Linked DNA regions of Mus musculus: region 2 is linked to region 1. Evidence: chromatin contacts called from public promoter capture Hi-C data. All regions are on one chromosome and are shown on one strand. Each heading gives the region's core, a stretch centred on a gene start, on an enhancer-like site or on the middle of the called end of the contact. The rest is flanking DNA. Distances are from core to core; before and after follow the strand shown.

Evidence for each region. Capture Hi-C pulls out chosen DNA fragments and counts their contacts.
Region 2: a contact with region 1 is called in a promoter capture Hi-C map of liver. The contact joins the promoter of Alox12b here to the promoter of Aurkb in region 1. A contact is called at or near these places in 3 of 39 promoter capture datasets (the 3T3-L1 cell line, cranial neural crest and second pharyngeal arch cranial neural crest), 1 of 15 datasets of contacts at CTCF or cohesin (the NIH/3T3 cell line), 1 of 484 Hi-C or Micro-C datasets (cerebral cortex), 7 of 115 datasets of contacts at active chromatin or transcription factors (the SCID.adh cell line, embryonic forebrain, embryonic limb bud and 2 more) and 3 of 9 other capture datasets (adipose tissue, liver and pancreatic islet).

The regions. Positions count from the first base shown.
Region 1 is chr11:69,044,218-69,050,165 of GRCm38.p6, reverse strand. Aurkb (aurora kinase B) reads right to left here and starts at 4,529. Exons shown (of 8, transcript NM_011496.2): 1 at 4,158-4,529; 2 at 2,279-2,381; 3 at 2,125-2,194; 4 at 1,801-1,992; 5 at 1,522-1,660; 6 at 1,287-1,435. The coding sequence starts at 4,205.
Region 2 is chr11:69,153,683-69,159,630 of GRCm38.p6, reverse strand. Alox12b (arachidonate 12-lipoxygenase, 12R type) reads right to left here and starts at 2,559. Exons shown (of 15, transcript NM_009659.2): 1 at 2,238-2,559; 2 at 1,153-1,357. The coding sequence starts at 2,384.

The DNA of each region.
Region 1 (5,948 bases), core at 3,280-5,779:
GGACATGCACGGCACCAGCATGGTCACAAATAATGAATTATCTTAATCTTAATAAATAATCAGAGACAAGGGCAATGCTTACGTCAAGGAAAAAAACAGAAAATACCAACACCCACCAAACATATGCTACTTAAAGAAAACAGATTAGATATTTTACTATGCAATACTCTGAAGAATTAAACAATGAAGGGGTCACCAGATACTCGCTCACATCTACACATCTAATCCCAACACTTGGTGTTTGGCTTTGTTTCTATGAGACAGGCTCTCTCTCTCTCCTAGCCTTTGCTGGCCTGGAACTCACTGGCCTTGACTTCATCTGTTACCCTGACTACCACTGCCTCCCTACAGCTGGATTTACAGGTGTGTGCCACAACACCTGGCTTAATCCCAACACTTGAGCAGCTGACATAAGATTGTCAGTTTGAGGCCATCTTGGGCTGCAGGGTACTCTTGGGAAGAGGTTTTGAAGCCTGTAGATGAGTCAGAGAGCTAGCATGGAGCCTAGCAGAGGTAAGACCCTCGGTTCCACCCCCAATACCCTAAAACCAAACCAAACCAAACCAAATAAAATGTGACATGGGTAAGCAGGCACTGTAGGGTACGCCTGGAATAGCAGCCATTCACTTAAACCTGGACCTTTAAGGCAACATAGGGAGACCATATTTCCTTCTAAAAAGAACAGGATTTTGCAAGGGTAAACTTGGCATGGTGATATACGCCTGTAATCCTAGTATTTTTGGAGGCAGAGGCAAGGAGAATCAGAAATTAAAGTTATCTTTGGCTATGTAATGAGTTTGAAGTCATCCTGTGCTACGTAAGACCAGATCCTGTCTCAACCAACCAATCAGTTCTCAGTCTGTAGAAAGGGAGTTTTCTCAACAATGTGGTGAGGGAGGGTCCACTATATTTAATTAAAAAAAAAAAAAAGAAGTAGTAGAACATTTAGGGCATGAATTCCTTTTGTTTGTTTGTTTTTTTCGAGACAGGATTTCTCTGCCTGGAACTCACTCTGTAGACCAGGCTGGCCTCGATCGAACTCAGAAATCCACCTGCCTCTGCCTCCCAAGTGCTGGGATTAAAGGCGTGTGCCCCCACCACTGCCCGGCTAGGGCATGAATTCTTGAGTCGCCTATTTCTGTAAAGTAATCACTATGTCTATACTGCAAGGAGAAAAAAACAAAACAAAACAAAACCCAAATGTTCCTGAGGAACAAGACACTGAAGACTTTTATAAAGAACGTCACAGCCTCACATCAGGAACAGCCCCCCAAGTCCCTCCATACCTCAGGGATGGGGCATGCACCGACCAGCCAAAGTCTGCAATCTTCAGTTCTCCCTGCAGACCTAACAGCAGGTTCTCCGGCTTTATGTCTCTGTGAATTACCTTCTTCTTGTGGCAGTAGGTCAGGGCATCTGACAGTTCCTCCATGATCTGTGAGGGTCCACACAAGAGGCAATTAGGCCCTCTGTTTCCAGCAATGGCCCAGGCACTAGATCCCACACCAGGTAGGCCCTGACCGTGGCAGTCCGCTGCTCATCGAAGGTCCGACTCTTCTGCAGTTCCTTGTAGAGTTCCCCGCGAGGGGCGTATTCCAGGATTAAGTAGATCCTCTGCTGGTCGTAGAAGTAGTTGTAGAGTTGAAGGATGTTGGGATGTCTGGGGGATGCAAGGAGAAAAGAAGCTTCAGGCTGCATCTAGGAGCTGGGTGGGGCAGGTGGTCTAGGCGGAGTAAGACAGAGACAGTCGAGTGAGGTGATCCCGTTAGCAGAGGGACCAGGGTCAGGGTGACAGCATACTTCAGGTGCGCCTGGATTTCGATCTCTCGGCGAAGCTGGTGCTCTACCCCCTCCTTCTCAATCTGAGACTTGAAGAGGATCTTGAGTGCCACGATGAAACGGCTCTTCTTCTCCCGAGCCAAGTACACGTTTCCAAATTTGCCTTTGCCCAAAGGACGCCCAATCTCAAAGTTGTCAATAGTGAAAGGCTGCCTGATTAGAAGAGCGGGAATATGGGGAAGAGTTAGCTGGCTGGCTCAGAGTCTCCAGGTGGCTGATCTCTCACTATCCGTGCTCCCCTTATCCTCCCCCATTTCTCCCCCATCACTGTTTAAGTTTCCCTACTTGTTCTGGGATCCTTGCGAGGCAGTGGAGCCCTGACTCTTGTTCTCAGCCAACTTCTGGCCAGGGGCAGCTAAGGAGAGAGAATTATGTTGAGTCCATCCTTTGACATTCCCAGCTTCCCCCCCCACCTCCCTCTTCCCATCATCCAAGGTACCTGTGGACTGGCTGTTGAACCGGTTCACGAGAGCAAGCGCAGATGTCGTGGCGGGCTCCTTCCGTAGGACTCTCTGGGACAACGTGTTCAGGCCAGACTGAGACTGAGGAGCAAAGGGTGACTCTGAGGGCGTCCTTGTCCCGGTAACCTGGCCAGAATATGCTACAAGGCGCATTTCAGCTGCTTGCTAAAGGACCCATCCACTCACAGTTCACAGAACAATACTGATACAGCACGGTCTGCCTGCCTAGCCAAGAATCTACTCATTGCTCCACGTGAAAGGGGTTATTAAGAAACAACTGGCAGCCAGCAGCAGTGGCACACACTTGGGAGGCAGAGGCAGGGAGACCTCTGAGTTCTAGGCCAGACTGAGTTCCAGGATGGCCAGCGCTACTCAGTGAAACTGTCTTGAGAAAAACAAAAGTAACTTGCAAAAATAAAATGAATAAAAAGAATGAAACAACTTGAGAGCGTCCAGCACACATCCACAACCCCAGCACTAAGGAGGTGGAGGCTCCTGGTTAGGAGAAAGGCAGCCTGCAGCCTGAGCTAAAGAAGACCTTGTTTTGTTTTGTTTTTTGTTTTTTGAGACAGGGTTTCTCTGTGGAGCCCTGGCTGTCCTGGAACTCACTCTGTAGACCAGGCTGGCCTTGAACTCAGAGATCCACCTGCCTCTGCCTCCCAAGTGCTGGGATTAAATTAGTGCACCACCACCGCCGCCGCCCAGCTAGAAGACCTTGTTTTAACATCACCCTCCACAAAAATAATTAAAAAGCAAAGTAAATGAACGAATGACAAAACAACCCAAGGCAAGAGGCTACTACACCAATTCCCCTGACCCCAGCCCACCGCAGGCACATCACTGCCCAGTCTGGATAGTTCTAAACACATCACCCAGGCTTATGTAAGAGCCTGAGCTTGTGAAGTTGAAACAAAACTTCATCTCTTTCTAGGAACAGAACATAGGGATACTGATGGCTTTAGGGGTGTTGCAGGATATTTGACCACACTGTGACCCTCGGGGATGACAAATTAGGCCAGGAGAATAAAAGATATGTTTACACTTGGGTCACTTCACTTTCAAAGTTCTCTGAGTAATAGATATTTTCCTGTGATAGTAAATCAGGGTAAAAGTAACAGGACTGCACGCTTGTCAGTTTGACTCAGGGCTCCACAGAGGAGGAAGCTGGGACAAGGAAAGAGATAGACTGTCCAGGATGCTCAGGTCCCACCAACAGGGAACAGACTATATACAGTGAAGGGCTCTTCATCTGGGGGTGGCCACAGGATCCCATCATGTAGCCAAGTGCGTTACGGGTGTGCTGTATTACAGGTGTGCACCACCGTGCTTACTATCTCCAGTGTGGCGCACACGCACGCACATACACACAGCATTTCAAATCTACTTGGATTCTTACTTCCCACCGCTCAGTACGATACATTCCAAAGCTGGAGTGTAGTATGGATGGTACATCAAAACTTGGAAGCTCTGGGGTTTCATACCCAGGGCCGTACATAAATATTTAGATCATTCGGAACCTTTTAAACCGTAACCTTCTATTCTATAATCTATTTCCTGTGTAGTTAATTTTTTCAGACTCGAGAGTGAGATTCACGACCCGAAAGCACGATGATGTTTGCTCAGTCCCAACTATTATTGTACGTGACGAGCAGGCTCAGCTCTACGGAAGCCCTCAGATTCAGGTTGGCAACATCTGCTACGGTAAGACTGCAAGTGATCAGACTGAGTTTTGCAAGCAAATTCTTGAGGCCCACACGTCGGAAACGCTTAGAGTCCGGCCATTTGCAAGGCCAGCCTCTATCTTCATGGACTCTTCTTCCGGGGGACGTGGGGCGGGGAATGTGGCCAGGACCTTACCGTCTTTGAGCCGTAGGGCCACGGGTAGGCGTTCTCCTTCTGAGCCATTCTCCAGGGCGAGAGCGGGAGGGGAGCTGGACAGAGAGGGAAACAACAGCGAAGGCAAGAGATGCAGAGGCAGATCCCCGGGGAGTGCAAGCCTGGGCGGGCAGAAGGAAGCGAGTCAGCACGCAGCCAAGGTCGGGGGTACTCCTGCACCTCTCCTTCCAGGCGGATAGCGGGCACGTGGATCCGCCCAACGGAACCCGATCAGCCCCGTGGACCACTGCAGCCCCCGCAGTTCCCCGCAAAGCCGCAGCCTACGCCACTAGGCGCTCGCACACGGAGAACCGGTTTACCCCGCGACCCGGACGCTTTCGAATCTCCCGCTCTAGGTCCATTGGCTGAGCCGCCACTCAGCCCACTCTCATTGGCTACGTTTTTTGTGATGTAGTCATTGAAACAGAACGAAGGTGTGGCCTAAGAGGCTTCTTTTTACTAGTTTGAAACTGTGTCCCAAGATGTGCACGCTCCTTTTTCTAGTTATAAAAAATTAAATATTTAAATTGGGCGGTGGTGGGGCGCACGCCTTTAACCCCAGCACTCGGGAGGCCGAGGCACGTGGATTCGTGACTTCGAGACTAGCCTGGTCTACAAAGCGAGTTCCTGGTCAGCCAGAGTTACACAGAGATACCCTGGGGGGAGGTAGAAAATAATAATTATATATAAATAAAATATATAGAGTAAACATTAATATGACCGAGTTCTTTCCGAAGACCTTGGTTAAATTGTCTGGTTTCCACGAAAATTTAGATGCTACCCTTAATATGATCTTTGAAAATACAGTCTTTTTTCAGTATCTTTGGTGTATTGCCTTTACAATGCCCCATAATATTCAATTCAAGCAGATGCTTAGGTCTATTATATATACAGACATAATATTGTATATGACACAGTATTTGCATAGGGTCTGTAATTCTCTAGGCTTCATTGATTAATTCCTAGATCACCTAACTACCTAATACAATAAAAATACTGTGAGACAGCAGTAAGACCTAAGTTAGGGAATATGATGCCGGGAAAGTCTACTACTCAATACAGATGCAATCTTCTAGATGGGATGGGTAGAGGTGTAGGTTAGACAGACAGACAGACAGACAGACAGATAACAGTTGAATCTGTGGGTGTATAAATCATGAATTTGGAACTGCATTTCTGGGTTCTCTATCCTACCTGTCTGTTTTGTATTTGGTTTTTGTTTATTCAAGACAAGGTCTCTCTGTCCAGCCCAAGTTGGCCTTTAATTCAGCCCAGGCTGGCCTTGAATTTCTAATTATCTCACTGCACCACTGACAAGCCCAGTTCATTTCTTCCGTTTGTATTTTCTTAAGTATCCTGTTTTCCTAGGAAGAGCTTTCAGCCAGTGGCATGGTCTACATTCCTGGGCTAGGTACACTCAAAATCCACTCTCTTGCACATTTTTTGCTTATGTGTCCTTACTATTTTGTTCTTTAAAATCCTGCAAGGTTTCTGACAGTAGGCTTGTAATTTTAGCACTCTGGAGCCTGAGGCAGGAGGATTGCTAGGAGCTCCAGGCTACAGTGTGAGCTGTTTACTCCAAAAATATATATAAATTAAATCCATTTCCAATTCTATACGTTAGCAATTCCCGATGAATTAGCTCTTGGTTTTTCTTATATTCCTTGAGTCATGGTAGAGATGGCTTCTGCTGGCCAAGTCACACTGAAGCTGGCCACGAGGGGTATTTTCACTACTTTCGTGCTAAGGGCTGATATTTCATGTGGCCAGGAA
Region 2 (5,948 bases), core at 1,310-3,809, 110 kb before region 1:
AGGCCAATGAGATTGGCTGCATGGATATAGGCCCTTTCTGCCAAGCTAGATGACTGAGTTTGATCACCAAGATTCCCATGGTAGAAAGAGAGAACCAATCCCCACAAATTGTCCTTTGACCTCCACTATGACAAGGCTTGTCATGGTAGCACACGTCTTTAATCCCAGCACTTAGGAGGCAGAGGCAGAAGGGTCTCTATGAGATTCTCAGTCTACATAGTGAGATCCAGGACATCTGGGACTATAGAGAGAGACCCTTTCTCAAGCAAACAATAAAATCATATTCAAGGGCTTGGTGACCTGGAGAGCTAAGAAACTAGGCTTCTAAGTAGAACACAGATCTGACTGGAACAATGGAGCATCCTATTGTAGAAACAGAATCCTGCTCCAGAGAGCCACAGAGGTCCTTGTAGCACACCAGGCATCCAATAGGAGTCAAGAGAGAGTGAAGCATGAAGGGAAGACTGATCTGATCTGGGAATGCTCTCTGCATGAGCTGATAGTGCTCCCTGGGCCTCAGGATGTGGGAATGGTCTCCCCATGAGCTGATAGTGCTCCCCACATGAGGCTGATAGTGATCCCTGGGCCTCAAGATGTGGGAATAGTCTCTGTATGAGCTGATAGTGCTCCCTGGGCCTCAGGATCTGGGAATGCTCCCTGCATGAGCTGATAGTGCTCCCTGGGCCTCAGGATCTGGGAATGCTCTCTGCATGAGGCTGATAGTGATCCCTGGGCCTCAAGATGTGGGAATAGTCTCTGCATGAGCTAATAGAGCTCCCTGGGCCTCAGGATCTGGGAATGCTCTCTGCATGAGCTGATAGTGCTCCCTGCATGAGCTGATAGTGCTCCCTGGGCCTCAAGATGTGGGAATGCTCTCTGAATGAGTTGATAGAGTTCCCTGGACCTCAGGATCTGGGAATGCTCTCTGCATGAGGCTGATAGTGCTCTCTGCATGAGCTGGTAGTACTCCCTGGGCCTCATACACTTGGGTTCCTTCACTGTGCAGCCCTAAGCTAAGCCCAGAGCAGCAATGGGCACTAAGGCTGGCCATGCCTGATTGACTTGATGGGATCCCGAAGTGGCCAATCTGGAGTAGCTGGGCAAGAGTAAGGAAACTCCCTGCATGGGATGAGGTGGTCAGTGCTGGCTCACCTGTGGCCTCCCGGAGTGCCAGGGTCTCATAGCCATCCATCCACTGGTAAGCTGGGAAGTGGTAGACACGGCAGTCGGGAGCACAGATCTGCACATAGTTGCAGTACCAGGGGTCCTTGGCTAGGAAGGAATGAGGCTCCTTGTGCAGACGGATGATGATAAGCTCCCCCAGGTCCTGCTGGCACTGTACCGTGTAGTCATCCACCTGCACAAAACATGGGGGCTGAGTGACCTGGCCAGTTCCTGAAGGCTTACCCTTTACCTGCTCATGTTAGTAACACTCCCCTGCTGGACTGAGGAGTGCACAGAGCAAGGATAAAGAGAAGGCACAGATGTGAACCCCCTGACTTGGCTGCCCTCTGCTGGGCCCATTTACCCAAGGCAGGGAAAGACCCCTGCCTTATCCATCCTTCCTAAGGTCCCAGTCGCTTGAGGCTGCAGGAGCTATTTAGAATCTTGGGGGCAAAAGAGTCAGCGCCCAGGACTCCCTAGCATCCTGCACTCCTAGACTGGACAGCAGAGTGCCCCCCTGCCCTTCTCCCACTTTTCAAGGAAGATGTAGGAATTCAGAAGTGGCCACACAGATGACGGAGCCTATTCGGATCACACAGGAGCAGAAGGCTATCAAAATCACAGAGTGGCTTCCATTAGGGCAAAGCAAGTCCCCACTGGCCAGGCTGGTCGGATGCCATTTGAAGTCACAGAGAATCCAATGCAAATGGAAGCCAGTTGTGATGCAACGTGGCTGAGGAAGAGTGAGTAAGGATGGGAGAGAGGTGATGGAAAGGCATGAGAATAGAAGAAACCTTAAGGTGTGGAAGAGAACTGAGAGAGGTGGATAAGCTCAAAGAGAAGAGGAGGGGGCAAGGAAAGAAGAGGGAGAAGGATGTATTGGTTGGAAAGAATGAGAGAAGAGTGAGCAAAGAGGATGAATATGTGTGGGGAGAGATAGGAAACCAGTTGGGAGCCCACAGTGTTAGAGTTGTCCTTGGTTCTCCAGTCCCCTGGCCCAGCTCTGGCTGCCTACCGGATACCTCCATCCACCCCAAGCCTCCATCCATCCTGGGTGACGCGTGCGCACTTACCGCCCCCGTGGCAAAGTCTCTCCCAAAGTGGTTCAACCGCTGCTTATGGCTCTCTCCTTGGGTCCCCACGATGGTCAGTGAAATTGAATCCAGCGTCCCCGAAAAGAAGTCAGTGCCCGTGGCCACCTTGACTTTATAGGTGGCCATGGCCGCTCTTCAGGAGCCAAGAGAGGGCTCAATCCCGGACACTATGGCTAAAGCCACACAGTTAGAAACGAGGTAGACAAGGGAAGCCAGACAGCGAAGAGTGATGGAGCAGTCAGTGATGGAGCAGTCAGCGGGAACCACTGTCCCGCGAATGCCTCTGGAGCCGGGAGCAGCTGCTGCCCTTGGCGGGGCGGGAGGGATGTGAGCCTGGCAGATGAGGCGGAGCCGGGCCAGTAGCCCGTGAGCAGGCGTCTGCGCTTGAGACCTATAGGAGCTGATGGGGAGGAACCGCAGGCAGGGCGCTGAGAGGGCGGATAGAAGATGCTGAGGCTGAAGCAGCCTTCAGGGTGTGGGAGCTGTCTAGGCTGAGCCAGGGCCCCAGGGAAGTTGGGGGAGGGGGCGGGGCAGGGCCTTCAGATCTTTATCAAACTAATAAGCTGTTCGCCCCCATTGGCTGCAGCGACAGGCACCCATGCTGAACCTGGCCAAAATCAGAAGTGACCTGCTTTGGAAGGCATGAGGAGTGATACAGACGTGCTGTCCAGTGTCCTGCTTTTGCGTTAGAACCCAGGGCCTGCAGTACACATCAGGAAGAATGTTGAAGCCAGGAGACTAAAGACCACAAGGGACAAGAGATGCAGGGTGGAAGGGTTTGGAGCCTAAAGCCTGTAGCTGCTGCTTCCTTGTTAGCCAGTATCTACTTAGGAGAACCTGGTGTTGATACGCAGAGGACAGTTGAGAGAACAGCTGAGGCAGGAGAATAAGACTAAAGGACTTCAGTTCACTGTAGAGAACATACAGAAAATGTGGGAGACCCTGAGTTCAATCTCCAACCCCCAAAGGGATCAGGCTAAAGTCAGGCACAGTGGTCCACACCTCAACTTCCAGCTACTTGGAGGCTGAGCCAAGAGCCTCTGATGCCTGAGCTACAAAGGAAGACCATCATCTCACAGAGAGAGAGAGAGAGAGAGAGAGAGAGAGAGAGAGAGAGAGAGAGAGAGAGAGAGGAAGAGAGAGGAAGAGAGAGAGGAAGAGAGAGAGAGGAAGAGAGAGAAAGAGGAAGAGAGAGGAAGAGAGAGAGAGGAAGAAAGAAAGAAAAAAAGAAAGAAGGAAAGAAGGAAAGAGAGAGAAAGGAAGGAAGAAAGAAAGAGAGAGAGGAAGGAAGGAAGAAAGAAGGAAAGAAAGAAAGAGAGGGAGAGAGAAAGAAAGAGAGGGAGAGAGAAAGAAAGAAAGAAAGAAAGAAAGAAAGAAAGAAAGAAAGAAAGAGAGGGAGAGAGAAAGGAAGGAAGGAAGGAAAGAAAAGAGGGAGAGAAGGAGAGAGAGAGAATTAAGATTGAAAAAAACTTTTTGTCTTAGATGTGTGGGTGTCTATGTAGGAGTGTCTGTTTACCACTTGGGTGCCTGGTGTCTGCAGAGGCCATAAGGTAGCATTGGGTTCCCTGGAACTGGAGTAAGAGAAGGCTGTGAGCCACCATGTGGGTGCTGGGAATTGAACCCCAATCTTCACGAAGAGCAGCAGTTCTCTTATCTGCTGAGCCATACCAGTCTCCAAATTAAGGTATTTTACAGATAAACACCCTAGAGATTATATATGGAGTGAACTATACCATACATTCAGACATTTCTTATTCCACTGATGCAAAGTTTCAGAACAGACAAAACTTGCCACCTCCTACACAATTCAGTGCTTTTGGAATGGGGAAACCATGTAGGCAGCTAGAATGTTCTCTGCTGATCTGGCTTGTATGTAGGACACTTGACACATTTTACTGTATCTGTGCTGTTCTTCAGTATTGTAAAGAACATACTCTTACCAGGGAAGTCTAAACAAAACAAAACAGAAGTAATATGCTGGTCATGATGGCTCATGCCTTTAATTCCAGCACTCTGAAGGCACAGGAAGGTGAGTAGGTGAATCTCTGTGAGTTCAAAGCCAGCCTGATCTACATAGCAAATTCCAGGTCAGTCAGGACTAGATAGTAGATGCTGTCAGAAAACCAAAAACCAAAACCAAAAACCAGAAACAACAACAACAACAACAACAAAGCCACCAGAATGGATGGAAGGAGATGGGAGCCAGAGATGGTTCGGTGGATAAATGTACTTCCCTGTGAGTCTAATGACCTGATCTGAGTTTAAGTCTCCAGGCCCACATGGTCCAAGGAAAGAACTGAATGATGAAAGTTGACCTCTGACCCCCATACATGAACTCATGAACTATGGCACATACTCTCACATACATGCTCATACATACACATCAAATAAATATCTTTGTTCTTTTAAAGCAGTAAAATTAGAAAAAGCTGGAATGAGGGTTAGGACCCAATGAGGACTGAGTTGGTCAGGAACCTAGCCTTCTCTTATCTCCCTCTTTCTCTCAGTTCCTTCCCTTCACAGCCTAGAGCACACTCTTGCAAGCATCTCAGACTCAAGGGGGCAAAATGACCTTGGGACTTACTGACTAGCAAGATGAGGACAAGCAAGCTTATTTACTCAATATGATTTTGGATCCTAAATAATAATAATAAATAATCTGGAGAAAATAAATTTGAGATAGGAGGATATTGAGACCAAGGGACCAGGACTTGTTTCTGATTTAAAAAAAAAAATTGTAGCAGCTAACAGAGGGCGGAGGGGGAGAGCTGGGGACAGATGGCACCTTGAGGTAAGGAGCAGGGAGCAGGGTCGGAGCTGACAGGAGGAGTGGTAGTGGGAGAGCTGACTTCTGCTCCCACCAGAGAGTGTCTGAGACCCAGGGAGAGTGAGGAGAGAGTCATGTCCCATCTTCTGGAACTTCCCTCTCCTGGTCCACCTCCCAGGGCAGTGCCTGTCAACCAGGAAGCAGGAGTTCTGGTTTCCTCCTGGGTGTCACCCTCCCGTCACCATCAAGGAAAGGTCACACAGTGACCATGCCAACTTAAAACACAAAGAGTCAGACCCTGAGACAAAGAGTAGGTAACTGGTAGTTCCAGGTTAGAAGAAGGAGGGGATTGTGACTGCCATTCAGGTCCAGTTTAGAAACAGGAATGTGGTCGGGGCTAGGAACCGAAATGACTTTTTCATGACTCAAATCTTAGGGTGCTTAGGTCACCGGGTGCTCCCCACCGTGCCTCATCAAGCCTGGCAGCTTCTCTCCCTTGCCTTTGGGATGGTACCATGCACATTTTCTTCATTCACCAGCCCCTGCTGTGTGCCCAGCTCTGTATCCGGCTTGGGGAACATAGCGTAACCAAAACAAACTGTGCACCCATGGAACTAACATTCTAATGAGGGAGCTAGATAACATTACATAACAGCCAAAGAAATTAAATAACATCAAGTGGCAGCAAGTGTGAAGACAGAAAATATAAACCGGGGGACATATAAATATAAAGCATGGGGCCACACAGAGGAGCCGGAAGCAGTCACAGAGCTTGCCTACTAAGTTCAAGCCCAGGATTTGATCCCCACATTGGAAAAGAAAAGAAAATGAAAATAAACTGTGGCTTTTGTAAGGAAGGCTCAATTTAACTATAAATGGTTCTTAGTTGTACAGCCACCATCTTTGTTTTGTATCCATTTACC